Regions from separate parts of the Podarcis muralis genome. Here region 2 is linked to region 1. A link is a contact called in public Hi-C data. All regions are on one chromosome and are shown on one strand. Each heading gives the region's core, a stretch centred on a gene start, on an enhancer-like site or on the middle of the called end of the contact. The rest is flanking DNA. Distances are from core to core; before and after follow the strand shown. Region 1 holds the start of RPGR (retinitis pigmentosa GTPase regulator). Region 2 holds the start of DYNLT3 (dynein light chain Tctex-type 3).

Region 1 (6,415 bases), core at 99-2,598:
AGAGACAAATATTTTATTAAATTGTCCAAATACTTTATCAGATATGACAAGCAGTGCTGTTGGGTACAGGTGAGATTCCTTATTTCAAATTGGAAACACAAGTAGCAAGAAAACAAACAAAGGCTGCAATCCTAAACAGTTATCTCAGAGCAAACCCTACTGAACTTTTATGAGATTTGCTTCTGGGTGCGCATTAATAGTATCGCTCTGTTAAAAAGTTTTCCTGGGAGCAGGTGAGGCCAAAGTGGGAACATTTTAAGAGCTTGATGGATCAGGCCAATGGTCCATCTAGTCCAGTGTCCTGTTCTCACCATGGCCAGCCTGTGGGAAGCTGGCAGGCAGGACCCAGGCAGAAGAGCACTCTCCCCTTCTGCAGTTTCCAGTAACTGGTATTCAGATGCATATTGCCTCCAACCATGGAAACAGAGCCTAGTCATTCTGGCTATTAGCCATGAATAGACATATCCTCCTTGAATGTGTCCAATTCTTTTTTTTAAAAAAAAAGCCTTCCAAGTCACACTGCCTGCTGTGGGAGCGAGTTCCGAGTTTGAGTATACAATGGTACCTCAGGTTAAGTACATAACCTGAAACTGTTCTTAACCTAAGGCACCACTTTAGCTAATGGGGCCTCCTGCTGCCGCCGGAGCACGATTTCTGTTCTTATCCTGAAGTAAAGTTCTTAACCTGAAGCACTATTTCTGGGTTAGCGGAGTCTGTGACCTGAAGCGTATGTAACCTGAGGCATATGTAACCCAAGGTACCAGTGTACACTACATGAAGAAGTGTGCGACAGGCCCTATATCTGACCTTTTAACCATTTTCCTCACTCATCTGGAATGAAACATGTGGCCTAAAAATAACGCCCTGAAATACAATGTGCCACTCTGCATAATGGGGCTGAAAACATTGAGGGCGTTTTACTTACTTGGAAATAAGTCCCTGAAGTAAATGGGACTTACTTCTGAGCAAGCACGGGCTAGGAAATGGTTCAAACTCTCCTGAGTCTGAAGCAAATTCCCTACTTCTCCCTGCCTCTACCATGCAATACGGAGGAAATAAAGAGCAAAGTGGGGGGAGAGGAGAGAAAGACAACAAGAGGCGGCGGGGAATCTGCCGCGCGCTCGCCTCGCGGGGCCCGCCGATGACGACAGAAGCAGGCGAGGGGCGCCGGCACCAACCAACTAGCTTCCCGAGACGAGGGGGGGACGGGACTGGGACTCACCGGGCACCTGCTCCTCGGCCTCCCCCATGACAGGCTCGAGGGGGAGGCGCCTAGGAGACAGAAGGAAGCGCGAGCAGCCTGGATCCCGGAAGTAAACAAACCGCCTGCCACTAGCAACGGAGGCCGCTAGAGCAGCGACCATAGAGAGTCGCCGCAAGCCGGGCTAGAGCGTCTTCTCCAAGTACCATAGAGGTTTTCTTTTTAAAAAAACAAAGGAACAAAAAACCCTCCTCAAAATATTGCTTTTACGAAAGTTACCGCCTGAATAGTTCAATAGCAATTAGCAAGACTCCTCCATGAGCATTGCAAAATGGTGGGCACCGAGAACAGGGGGCATTCCCACTTGGAAACTTTCCAAGGGCATTTCATTTATTACACGTTTATACCTCCCGTATAGTAAAAGGTCCGTAGAGTTAAAGCTATGGTTTTCCCAGTAGTGATGTATGGAAGTGAGAGCTGGACCATAAAGAAGGCTGATCGCCGAAGAATTGATGCCTTTGAACAACAACACCACCTCCCGTTAGATCATTGTTCGCTGTGCCAATGTTATCCTCACAACCAGCGCTTTTCTCCCCTAGAAAAAGAGGTGCAGGAACTCCCAGGAGTGAATGGCCCAGGGTCACCCGGCGAGTTTCAAGGGTTAGCAGGAATTGGTCAAAGTCTCCTTAGTCCGAAGCACTGTGTAACATTGGCTTTCTTTGGCCAACTGTTGGAAATCGAAGACTCACAGATTCATAGAGTTGGAAGGGATCCCAAGGGTCCTCTAGCCCTACCCCCAGGCTAAATATATCTATCTTTAACTATGAAAGAAGCTGCACCTATTGAATGTCAGCCTTTTAAAAACATGGAATAGTTCCTCAGTTTGCTTTCTTTTTGATGTATATTTTTTCCATATAAATAAAAATCTAAAAAATAAATAAATGCCTAATTCATATAATAGTTATCCCCCATAAATAGGAGAGAGGAAAGAAGACTGCATGAATTGGGTTTCTGTAAGGCTATGAGTCTGTGTGGAGCAAGTCCATCACACCTGTAAGACTTGGTGTCTGTACTTAATACCTGGCATCACATGTAGGTCTCTCTGTGGTGGAGAGGAGGGAGTGGCCCATGAGAAGACCTTTGGCAGCCTAGTAAATGCCTCGACTGGGCTGTAGATTTTGCTGTGTGTTTAAGGACAAAACCCATGGGTTTCGCCACTCTCCTAACTAATGACACTTATCCATAGTATTTGCATAAGATTATATACCGTGAATTCCTGAGCAGATCTCACAACTGCTAGAGATAGCACTGTCTCGTGATAGTTTTACCTTTGCTCTTTCACTGAATGCATTCACTATTTCACCTAAGTTTAACAAGGTGACTATAACTATATCTTAGCATTTGGTAAATATGCTGTTTAATGTTCGGTCCCTGTTCAATGTTGGGAATGCAAGCAAGATCAGCAAGCACCTGGTGCAATGTATTCGGTAAGTGTTTAAATGCTACACAACAACAGAGCTGGTGGAACATCCTGGGCTGTCTACTCCAGTTTTTAGCAACTACAAGACTGCTGATATAGGCAAATCATAATCTGTCTCTGTTGCTTAGCAGCATTCATTCATAAACCAAGAAACTAAAGCAAAGAAATTATATAGGAAAATTGATATGTCAGAGCAATTACCATCACTGTTTTTTGTTTGCAGATGCTGTCTGACAATTTCATATACTTGAAATAAATTTGCATGCTTATTTCAAACCCAATAGAATTGTATTTTATTATTTATCAATAGCTCCGACTCTCTCTGGAGTAGTTGTGATCATGTGAAGGCTTCTTTTCGTCGGGGTGGGAGTGAGCACCCTTAGAAATATCTGTTGCACATCCTGCTGAGTGGGGCTCTGGACTTCTGTTTCAAAGTCCTGCCCTGATGGCACCATAACTTTATAAAGAATAAACTGGAATCATTTATTATTTTGTTAAATGTCTTTTGTTGTTTTCACTTGTTTTGTTAAATACTGACAGAATACTTGTTTGCAGCAGCAAAAATGTTAACTAGGAAGGCTCCTGATATGACCACAGTATCTGAATGGCATTGTTCAAATCCCTAGCTATTGCAGATATGGAAAAACCAATGGATATTGTGTGACTACTGGGGTGTGTGGATGTGGATGTATGAAAGCAAATGTTGTGAGCATACTGATCTTCTTTTGTTTATTATTGGAATGTGCATTGTAGAACACTGGGAAATTGTTATTATTATTTTGGTAATTTTAATGGGAGCATATAAATGAAGGGAACAATAATTTTCAAATGACTTACAGTCCCATTATTAATATATAAACACAACACCATTTGTTCTGATAAGGGGGAGTGGGGGTGTAGGGATAGTGATGGTAATAATAATAATAATAATAATAATAATAATAATAAAATTATTTATTCCCCGCCCATCTGGCTGAGTTTCCCCAGCCACTCATGGTAAAAGTAGTGACAGTGCCACATAGTGCAAACAGAGGCAGAATCTCCCCCTACCCCATGCACACATCACCAGTGGTTTTCCCAAGTGTAATTCTTCACACGTTTCCATAGTAGCAATATGCATATATATATAATACTGAAGAACAACAAATTATTTTATTTTTCTTGATTATTTACTCAACTGTTCACTGGTATCCTGGTGCCATGCATTTGTAGAGCATTGTGCCTTTGAGCCAATAATCTGGGACCACAACTTGACAGTGGTTATTTCAGAATACAAAATTCTGAATTATGAGGTAGTTGAACTTCTTTTGTCATTTCCCTTGGAGATACAGGCATGGGCCACAACCTACTAAAACTCCCACCCAGTTGAAAGGCCAGGACCTTCTGACACTGCAAAATTATTCAGCTGAAGACATCAAATATTTGTTGTGGGTGGCAGCAGATCTGAAGGAAAGAATCAAATGTAAAGGAGAGGTATGTAACATTTGCAGTATGAATTCTCTTACCCCCATGTCTTTTTAGTTGTACACATGGCCTTAGCCACAATCCATAGCTATCATGTATCTGCCTTCTGGTTTCTTAGGAAATACTGTGTTTTTATGTGTTTTCCCTGAATTCAGCTTCAATCCGGATTTATAAAAAGAACCACCTAGCTTTGTTTTAAAACACAAATGTGGATGCTGCCTAGTTTGGGATTTGAATCCTTGATGGTAGGAAGGAGAGGACAGGAAAAGTCAGGGGTCAGCAATTTTTTTCAGCAGGGGGCCGGTCCACTGTCCCTCAGACCTTGTGGGGGGCCGGACTATGTTTTTTTTGGGGGCGGGGATGAACGAATTCCTGTGCCCCACAAATAACCCAGAGATGCATTTTAAATAAAAGGACATATTCTACTAATGTAAAAACACGCTGATTCCAGGACCGTCCGCAGGCCGGATATAGAAGGCGATTGGGCAGGATCAGGTCCCCGGGCCTTAGTTTGCCTACCCTTGGGGGAAGTAGACCATGTGATCTTCAAGGTGAAATGAAGATTCCTACCCTCCACCCGCAAGGTTTAGAAGGGTTGTGTTTGAGAAATTGTTTGGGGTTTCAATGTTAAAAAGAAAGAAAAAGAAAACTTACCATATTCTAGAAATATAAATCTAACCAGAACTGAAATGTATGATGATGAAAAACATCTTTGGCATATTCTCCTATCTTACAATTATCTGGGGTAGGGGAATCACATTTATATCCTCTCTCTCTCTCTCTCTCTCTCTCTCTCTCACACACACACACACAAACACACCAGCATTCCCAGTTGGGGGAGGGGCAATTGAGTCTGTGTCGTGTGTGTGTGTGTGTGTGTGTGTGTGTGTGTGTGTGTGTGAATGCAGATATGCAGTTTACATGTCAGGTCAGCTCTCAGCATATTGGCGGGGACAGGGTGTGTAAAGCTTCAGTGGAATTCTACATGCAGAGCAGCACTAGAGGGAGTAAAGAAACTACGGTAGTAACTAGGTCACCTCCAAGGCACAGAAGTCCTGAATGTGACAAATTGACAGGATAATTGCCTTAGACTGAAACAAGTATTAAGATTTCATTTTTCTAATGGAGCCCTTAAAGTAAGATACAAAAGTGAAATATTAAATACTTTCAAAATTCAAACCTGTATTCTTAGGTTTTATCAGGTTTTGAATAGTTACACTTTTTTTTATTTCAATTTGGCAAGAACTTCTAGGATTTGGCCAGCTCCTCCAACTGTGTTGTAATAAAGCCACTCTAAGCTTAATCTAGGGACGCGGGTGGCGCTGTGGGTAAAACCTCAGCGCCTAGGACTTGCCGATCGCATGGTCGGCGGTTCGAATCCCCGCGGCGGGGTGAGCTCCCGCCGTTCGGTCCCAGCTCCTGCCCACCTAGCAGTTTGAAAGCACCCTTAAGTGCAAGTAGATAAATAGGTACCGCTTTATAGCGGGAAGGTAAACGGCGTTTCCGTGTGCTACTCTGGTGCCGGTTTGCTAGAGCAGCTTTGTCACGCTGGCCACGTGACCCGGAAGTGTCTCCGGACAGCGCTGGCTCCCGGCCTCTAGAGTGAGATGAGCGCACAACCCTAGAGTCTGTCAAGACTGGCCCGTACGGGCAGGGGTACCTTTACCTTTTTAAGCCACATTAGGGACGCAGGTGGCACTGTGGGTTAAACCACAGAGCCTAGGTCTTGCCGATCAGAAGGTCGGCGGTTCGAATTCCTGCGACGGGGTGAGCTCCCATTGCTCGGTCCCAGCTGCTGCCCACCTAGCAGTTTGAAAGCACGTCAAAGTGCAAGTAGATAAATAGGTACCGCTCCGGTGGGAAGGTAAACGGCGTTTCCGTGCACTGCTCTGGTTCGCCAGAAGCGGCTTAGTTATGCTGGCCACATGACCCAGGAGCTGTACGCCGGCCAATAAAGCGAGATGAGCGCCGCAACCCCAGAGTCGGTCACGACTGGACCTAATTGTCAGGGGTCCCTTTACCTTTAAGCCACATTAACCATTAGGAAGAAGCCGTTCCCAGGACCTAAAATGTAACTCTATTCAGAAGCCCTACTGAATTAAACTGGACTTACTCTCAGGCAAATAGGGTTAGGACTGTAGACAAAGCAAACAACTGAGATGGAGCCTAATTGTGTCCTGTATATACTAAAAGGACCTCACACCCTGCAAGTGGTAGTGTTCGAAATGACTTTCAAGTGTAAAGCAGAAAGTTAAAAAATATTTATTGTT
Region 2 (7,019 bases), core at 3,693-6,192, 140 kb before region 1:
CTGCCCTCATGAACAAGCACCACCTATCCAGGAGAATAGTCTCTTATCTTTCATGATGCCTTGCAGTAAGACAGATTTGATCCAGAGAGTGAATGAAGTTCAAATACTACTCAAACTTAGGCATCAATAACGATTCCGTGTCAGATTTAAACTCATCTAAAGAAACAGTCCTTGGCCTTCTGCCAAAGCATTTTTTCCATGCAACCAAAAGTGATTGGTCAGCCCTTTTAATTTTGGCCTGGCCTTATCAGCAGGTTTATCTCTCTTTATCATTTGGGGACCTGGGTAAAGAAAGTGGGTAACATATATAGTTTGGGTGAAATGATCCTAATTTCAGGAAGTACCTATTATATACCTATTATATCCTGGGGGCTATATGTGGGCTGCCAATTCAAACTGCCTTTCAACTGCAGCATAAGGTTTCACAACAATAAGTGAAAAGTCATTTTCTTTCATGAAGTAGTTTGCTTCAATTCTGCAGGCAGGCACTTACCATCAGTTGTGGTATCCCAAAAACATGAGCTTGCTGTATGCAGACCAGCTCCACACTTCTGCATCACTGCACAGGTTACTGAAGACAGAACAAAATCTCATGTTTATCAATAAAGTAGATTAATCAATCAGACTTCACTAGTCCTTTATACAACTGAAAGGACTAAGTGGTGGTTAAAGTATGAATTAAAATCCCCTGCCTTTTCCCAAAAACAAATTCTGTTGAATTATAATATTTAAGTTGCCACTATGCTGCAAAAGCGTGATCCTTTTTCTTTAAATTTCCTCTATTTAAGAAAGCCACGAGACATATTCCTCCTCAAAATGGTGGACTGCTTCCTGAACAGCCCTGATATTCTAGGCTTATGAAGTCTGTTGAAAATGCCTAGCTAATTTTCTGATGCAGATAATCAACAGCAGATGACCAATAAATGCCATGGGAATCTGAAAATGGAGCCCACCCCCCTCGCCAACCTGCCACATCCCATATTATTATAGTAAAATGCATAATAAATTGGAGCAAAACTGCCTTCGATGCTTTCACGAAGGTGGGTGGGGTGCAGCACATAGAACCTTATATGCCTCACGCTACTAACAAATTATATAGGAATGCAGGTGGCGCTGTGGTCTAAACCACAGAGCCTAGGGCTTGCTGATCAGAATGTCGGTGTTTTAAATCCCTGCGATGGGGTGAGCTCCCGTTGCTCGGTCCCAGCTCCTGCCAACTTAGCAGTTTGAAAGCACGTCAAAGTGCAAGTAGATAAACAGGTACCACTCTGGCGGGAAGGTAAACGGCATTTCCGTGCACTGCTCTGGTTTGCCAGAAGCGGCTTAGTCATGCTGGCCACATGACCCAGAAAAACTGTCTGCGGACAAACGCCTGCTCCCTCAGCCAGTAAAGTGAAATGAGTGCCACAACCCCAGAGTCGTCTGTGACTGGAATTAACTGTCAGGGGTCCTTTACTAACAAAAGTAGGCCTGAAATCATTTTCTCCTCATTAATTGTAAAATTAATATTAACTGCATATATGCACAGAATCTTACCAATGTACTTGTATGTTTTCCCCAATTTTACCAGTTGTGTTAAAGATTGTTCTACTATAGCTGCAGTCCACTGATTGACATTGTCGTGATTGTAATCTGCCTTGCCCAGAACACCTTCTATACACTAAAAAGGAATAAAAATCTGATTAAATACAAGTATTAAAAATAGATAGTAGTATAAAAATATATACTTTTAAGCCAGCCCCACTTTGTTATGTAAAGGGACTCAAATGTCAGAAAGAGATTCTCATTTGCCTCTTTTCCTAGGCTAGAGCTCCTAAATGGAGGCACATAAATCAGTAACTGAACTGTTTACACCATTCCCATCTCAGTGGTAAGAGTCATGTAACAAACATGCAGAATCCAGAAGAGCGTTTTAATAATCTGAATTTCTTTCCCAACAGGACTAAAATATCCTGCTGAGCTGGATATATTATTGTAAATGCTACAATTCTGAGTTGCTGCAGCATTGAAATTCAGACAGGGTGGTCCTATTGCCTCAGTATACTGAGCAGCTTCTCTGCCGTGGGCCACAATCAAACAACAGTCAACATAACAGCTACAGAAATAAATCCAATTGACTTCAAGGGCAGTTAAACAGCTCACCTGCACAGGACTGCCATCTCAGTCACCATTAGAAATTGTGTTCTACGGCGGGGGCGGGTTAGCAGAATTCAACAGAACACATACAGAACACTTAGCGCTACTTAACATTACAGTGGAGTGTTATAAAAGGCAGTATCCAGAATTGTTTATTTTCATGAATCAAAAGGGTTCCTTCCATTCATGGAATGATTCCAGTACAACAGAGGCTTCCCTCTAGCACAAGTAGGGGAAGTGATTTCCCCCTTATACCCCTTGCAGGCCCTACTGCCACCTCCCAGTGTTCCACAATGTCCACACTCCCTGGAGAAGATTGTCAGAGGAGCAGATTGTCAGAGGACTGCGGGGGGGGGGGTGAATTAGCAAAAATCACCCTCTTCTGTCAGCAAGAGAGTATGATCAAATCCATTGGTCTTGCTATTAGAATGTACAAAATAAACATCCAATATTGAAAATTTAGTATAAAGAGTTTGAATCTTGCTAGTGCAATCCTATGCACGTCTATTCAGAAAAATGCGCCATTGGATTCAATTAGCTATATTCCCAATAGACGTCCATATGACTGCAACTCAAGAGTGCAATATTAAACCCAGCAAGGGAGGATGCCCCACTAAATATAGTGGGACTCAGTTTTGAATAGGCAAGACAGGATGTCTGGTGCAAGTCTTTCAGGGATACCCATTATTCCTGGAAACAGAAAACTGTCACCAAAATACATAAATACTGTACTGTATACTAAAATGTGCAACTTACATCTTTAATAACACTGTGCGCTTCTTCAGCATTGAAGGTCATCTGTAATCATATAAGAGATTTATTTAATTAAATTATTATTTTTATCACCCTTCATAAAATTTAATTATAGAGCTACTTACGCATTTTAGAATACAAAATATAAAACAATAAAATTGCAGCTGCCACACAGGTTTTGGAAGAAATAATGAACCAAGACAGAATTTATTTATTCAAAAAGCCCACAAAACTCTCCAAAACAAGGTCCATATATTTATAATCTTCATTTATTCTGGCGATATCACCAGCTCATGAATTTGATGCATGCGGCTGCTGCATAAATGCCAAGTTCTTGTATCTTACTGAAAACTAAGTGTGTTATTAAAAATCACAATCACCAGAGTCCCAAATGGATTTTACAATCACACTATTTCTGGCTGTGTCCTGAAATTCATGCATCAGCATCTAAGGTCTATGTCAAATCTATATCAGGGGTCAGCAACCTTTTTCAGCCGTGGGCCGGTCCACCATTCCTCAGACCATGTGGTGGGTCGGACTATATTTAAAAAAATAAAATAAAAAATGAGCAAATTCCTATGCCAAATAACCCAGAGATGCATTTTAAATAAAAGGACACATTCTACTCATGTAAAAACACGCTGCTTTCCAGACCGCCCACGGGCCGGATTGAGAAGGCAATTGGGCCGGATCTGGCCCCCAGGCCTTAGGTTGCCTACCCCTGTCCTAAATGCTTTGACATGACAGTCAGACCCTCCAAAGGTTGTAGTCAGCATAGTTCTACTTAGGGTAGACCCACTGAAATTAAATAGGCTTAAACACAGGTCTGTTCTGATTATGTTTGGCAATGGATACAACTCCAATTTTTTAAAAACAAAACAAAACCAGGCTAAACATGTCACAGAATCAAGGGATAACAACAAAGGGAAGGGTCTGCAGGAGAGGGAAAGTGGGGAAAGAGCAGAGGAATTGTGTGTCTGCTGCCACATTAGAAAGATTCCCTGGATGCACACATAAAAACCCATCATACCAGGGAGAGCGCTACCCTTTCTCTTTTACACCATCCTTCTCTACCTGCATGAGGTTTTGTCCTCTCCTTTTTCAATTGTGTGCAGAGGGCGGCAGGCACTCAAACACGGGATTCTTGTCTGACGCGCTCCTCTTCCCACCCCCTCCTCCATCCTCCCTTGGCCTTAACCTTGGAATCCACTGCACTTCCAAATTGGACTTCAAAGCAATGACAGGCTCTTTTCACTACCCTATTTTGTTACCATCACCACCACCGTCTGCCATTATTCTGCAGTGGCCTCAATTGGCAGCGGGGGCGCGCGCGCGCAACCCTCCCCGTCCACGTGAGGACCGGCGTCGCAATGACAGCATTCTTGGGCGGACCAAGCTTCCCCCGCCTACGATCCCACAAGCGGCGCTTGCGATTGGCTGGGTGGAGACGTACACAAAATAAATAAATATTTTTTTTAAAAAAAAGCCTTGAGCCAGGTGACATTTTTATGCAGACCAGGCCCACCCACGTCGGAGCGAGACTGAAAAGCGCAAGCCGGCCTCTTACGAAGTCATGGTTGTTGTTGGGGGTTTTTTTGCGCCCCTCTCCTCCCCCCCCTCCACGCACACGCTTTAAAGCGGGTGGCAGGAACGGGAGGCGCCTCCGCCCCCGCGTGTCTGGAGTCGGGGGTCCCTAACCTAATTACTCAAGTAGAAGCGCGCGCCACGGCCAAGCGCCAGATCCTTCCCTGCGCTGCGACGAGGAAAAACCAGGTCACTGCTGCCCGCCGGGGCGACAGGGCGCTTGGGCTGGGGCGAGGAGGGCGCCCCGCTCCCGCTGGCCGGGGGAGGAGGGGGAAGTCCGTACTACCTCGTCGTTATGGGGGTGAAACTCTTCCATGGCCCCAGGAGCTGCGGCGGCGCGTCCCTATTCCCGGCAGTGGCGGAGGCGGCCCTGGTCCTCGCCCTGCTCCGCAGCTCCACCTTCCCTAAGCCGGAGGTGCGCAAAGAATGGCGCCACCCCCTCCTCCTCCGCCAGCTCCCTCTGCCGTCTGAAGGAAGCACTGGAGGCTCCCTCGAAGATGCCGCGGCCTCGCGCACACGCGCCTGTCGCTGGAGCTGCGCTGCCGACGCAAACAAGCTTTTTCCCCCAGCGCCCGCACGACGTCGAAGCAGCAGCCCCCCGTTTCCCCCTCTTCACCATGGAAAATCCGATTATTTAAGGTGCCAGCCACCCGTTTGCGACATCCCCCCCATCTGGAAACAACACTTGATTCTTAGCAGGGTCGAGGCTCATTCTTGAAATCTGTCTTCGATACCAGGGCTGAGTGCTGGAGTATTTGTGAAGAAAAACGTCTCCTGCCACTTTCAGGCTCAACGCGGCTTTTCAGGGCATACACGTGTACGTACATACGCAGAATGACGATAAAACGTTTTGGGGCAAAGGGCATAGCCTTTAGGTGGACTTCAGCCCCAACACTTTTTAGCAGGGGTGTCATAGTTGCCATATATTGCCTGTGATGTTGCTGTTAGCTGCTTTGAACCTGGTTTGCCATGGGAAAGTGACAAAGAAAAAAAGAGAGGAAGATGGAGATTTGGTCCATAACTGAGGTCTGTCCCACTCATATGACCCTTTAAGGGGCAAAGGGGCAACATAAAATAGAAATACACTTTCCTGACTTCCATTCCCTGCTCCTTTAGGCCCCAGGCTAAAGGGATGCAAGTGGCAGTGCACTTAATTCCAATTAGACTAATTCCTAGTCTCTGCTGCCATGTTTCTTGGGGGCGCCTCTGCTCCTGCCAGTTTGGAGGGCTTGCGGGAGGCAAGGGTTGTTCTATGACGTCCCAGTATTTTTCCTTGCAGCCCAATCATACTTCTGAACAGGGAAGAAGTAGGGTGTTTCCATTTAAAGATATGGGTTTTTTGAATATATGATGGGAAGGAATTACTGCAGGCTTCCCTGCAAAAATATTCTTAGTGTTTTGTATTAACTCACCCAGGGCCAAAATTTCTCCCAAGATGCCCCAATTATGAGTCAAAGATCATTTTTATTTCATTTATTAATTACTTCCCATGAAATATCCCAAAGTGATTAAACATAAAACATAAAAGTAGGGAAAATGACAACAACAAAAAATACAAAACCAATTTCAAATCCAGTACAGATACCGTAAAGATTGGAGTAAGTCTGCATTAGCTTCCAGTGGGCAGAACCACCTTTAATCTATCTTTCTTTGCTAAAGTGGCTTGAATCAACAAGTACTGAACCATGCACAGGACTGGAATTCACAGGATTGAGTCATGAGTAAAGTCAATTAAAATGACTTCTTGTGTTGATATGAAAATGGTTGTAAGAATCTCTCCTTGGTGACCAGATAGTGATTGCAAAGGACCAATGATCTTTTGTAAAAACCATGGCTAATTCTTTATCATTAGTGTTCTGTTTACAGTGGTGGCAAAAATCAGCTCCAGAGGTGTGGTAAAAATAGCCATGATATCTGACTTTGCCTACATATCTCTGTGCTTGGTGCTCCCCATCACACAGAGAAAGAAAAGCCCTTAATTGCAAATACTAAGCTACCCTAATACAACAAAAGACTTCCCAGCATCTAATAATTGTTCAGCACAGATGCAATACAGAGGTTGTATTGTGAATAGTATTCTGAAACAACAGTGTTCACACCAGAAAAACACTAAGGCAATTAAGCAGCCTAGCAACATCCTTCAACATCAAAAATTGTCAAAGGGGCTTGGCAAAACTTAATAGTGTTTTAAACAAAGCCGTATTTTCTTAGTTACCAATTTTCTGTTGGTGTAAGGAAAACAACAAGTATAAAATGAGAATTCCTGGATGCCAAGATCCAAGTATGGGGCAAATATTCTTTCGTGAGAGAACCCAAGCAGATATTTTAAATCACAAAATATGCAGCATGGAAATAAAGCATAGAAATATAGGCTGTTAGGCTTAAAATATGTGCCCTTTAAAGTGAGTTCCAAAGTTTCCCTCTTCCCCTAGCATAGAAAAGACCACATGTTAGGTAAGTAAAAAATCGTTTACTTACAATTTATCCAAAGGTCAGATTCATGTGCTTTTCCATACATCATTTAGAAAAAGTTTCAGAGGCAATAA

The links. Hi-C and Micro-C count contacts between places; a contact is called where the count stands out from the background.
Region 2: a Hi-C map of tail shows a contact between it and region 1, with 3 times the contacts expected there. The contact joins the promoter of DYNLT3 here to the promoter of RPGR in region 1. A contact is called at or near these places in 2 of 3 Hi-C or Micro-C datasets (blood and tail).

Annotation. Positions count from the first base shown.
Region 1 is chr4:59,937,770-59,944,184 of rPodMur119.hap1.1, reverse strand. RPGR (retinitis pigmentosa GTPase regulator) reads right to left here and starts at 1,348. Exons shown (of 18, transcript XM_077927383.1): 1 at 1,223-1,348. The coding sequence starts at 1,250. OTC (ornithine transcarbamylase) reads left to right here and starts at 1,327. Exons shown (of 10, transcript XM_028727410.2): 1 at 1,327-2,688; 2 at 4,007-4,154. The coding sequence starts at 2,612. It overlaps LOC114596182 (a long non-coding RNA gene), which reads right to left. Exons shown (of 4, transcript XR_003706444.2): 4 at 4,020-4,124.
Region 2 is chr4:60,084,842-60,091,860 of rPodMur119.hap1.1, reverse strand. DYNLT3 (dynein light chain Tctex-type 3) reads right to left here and starts at 4,942. Exons shown (of 5, transcript XM_028727416.2): 1 at 4,760-4,942; 2 at 2,893-2,934; 3 at 1,537-1,660; 4 at 494-571. The coding sequence starts at 4,789.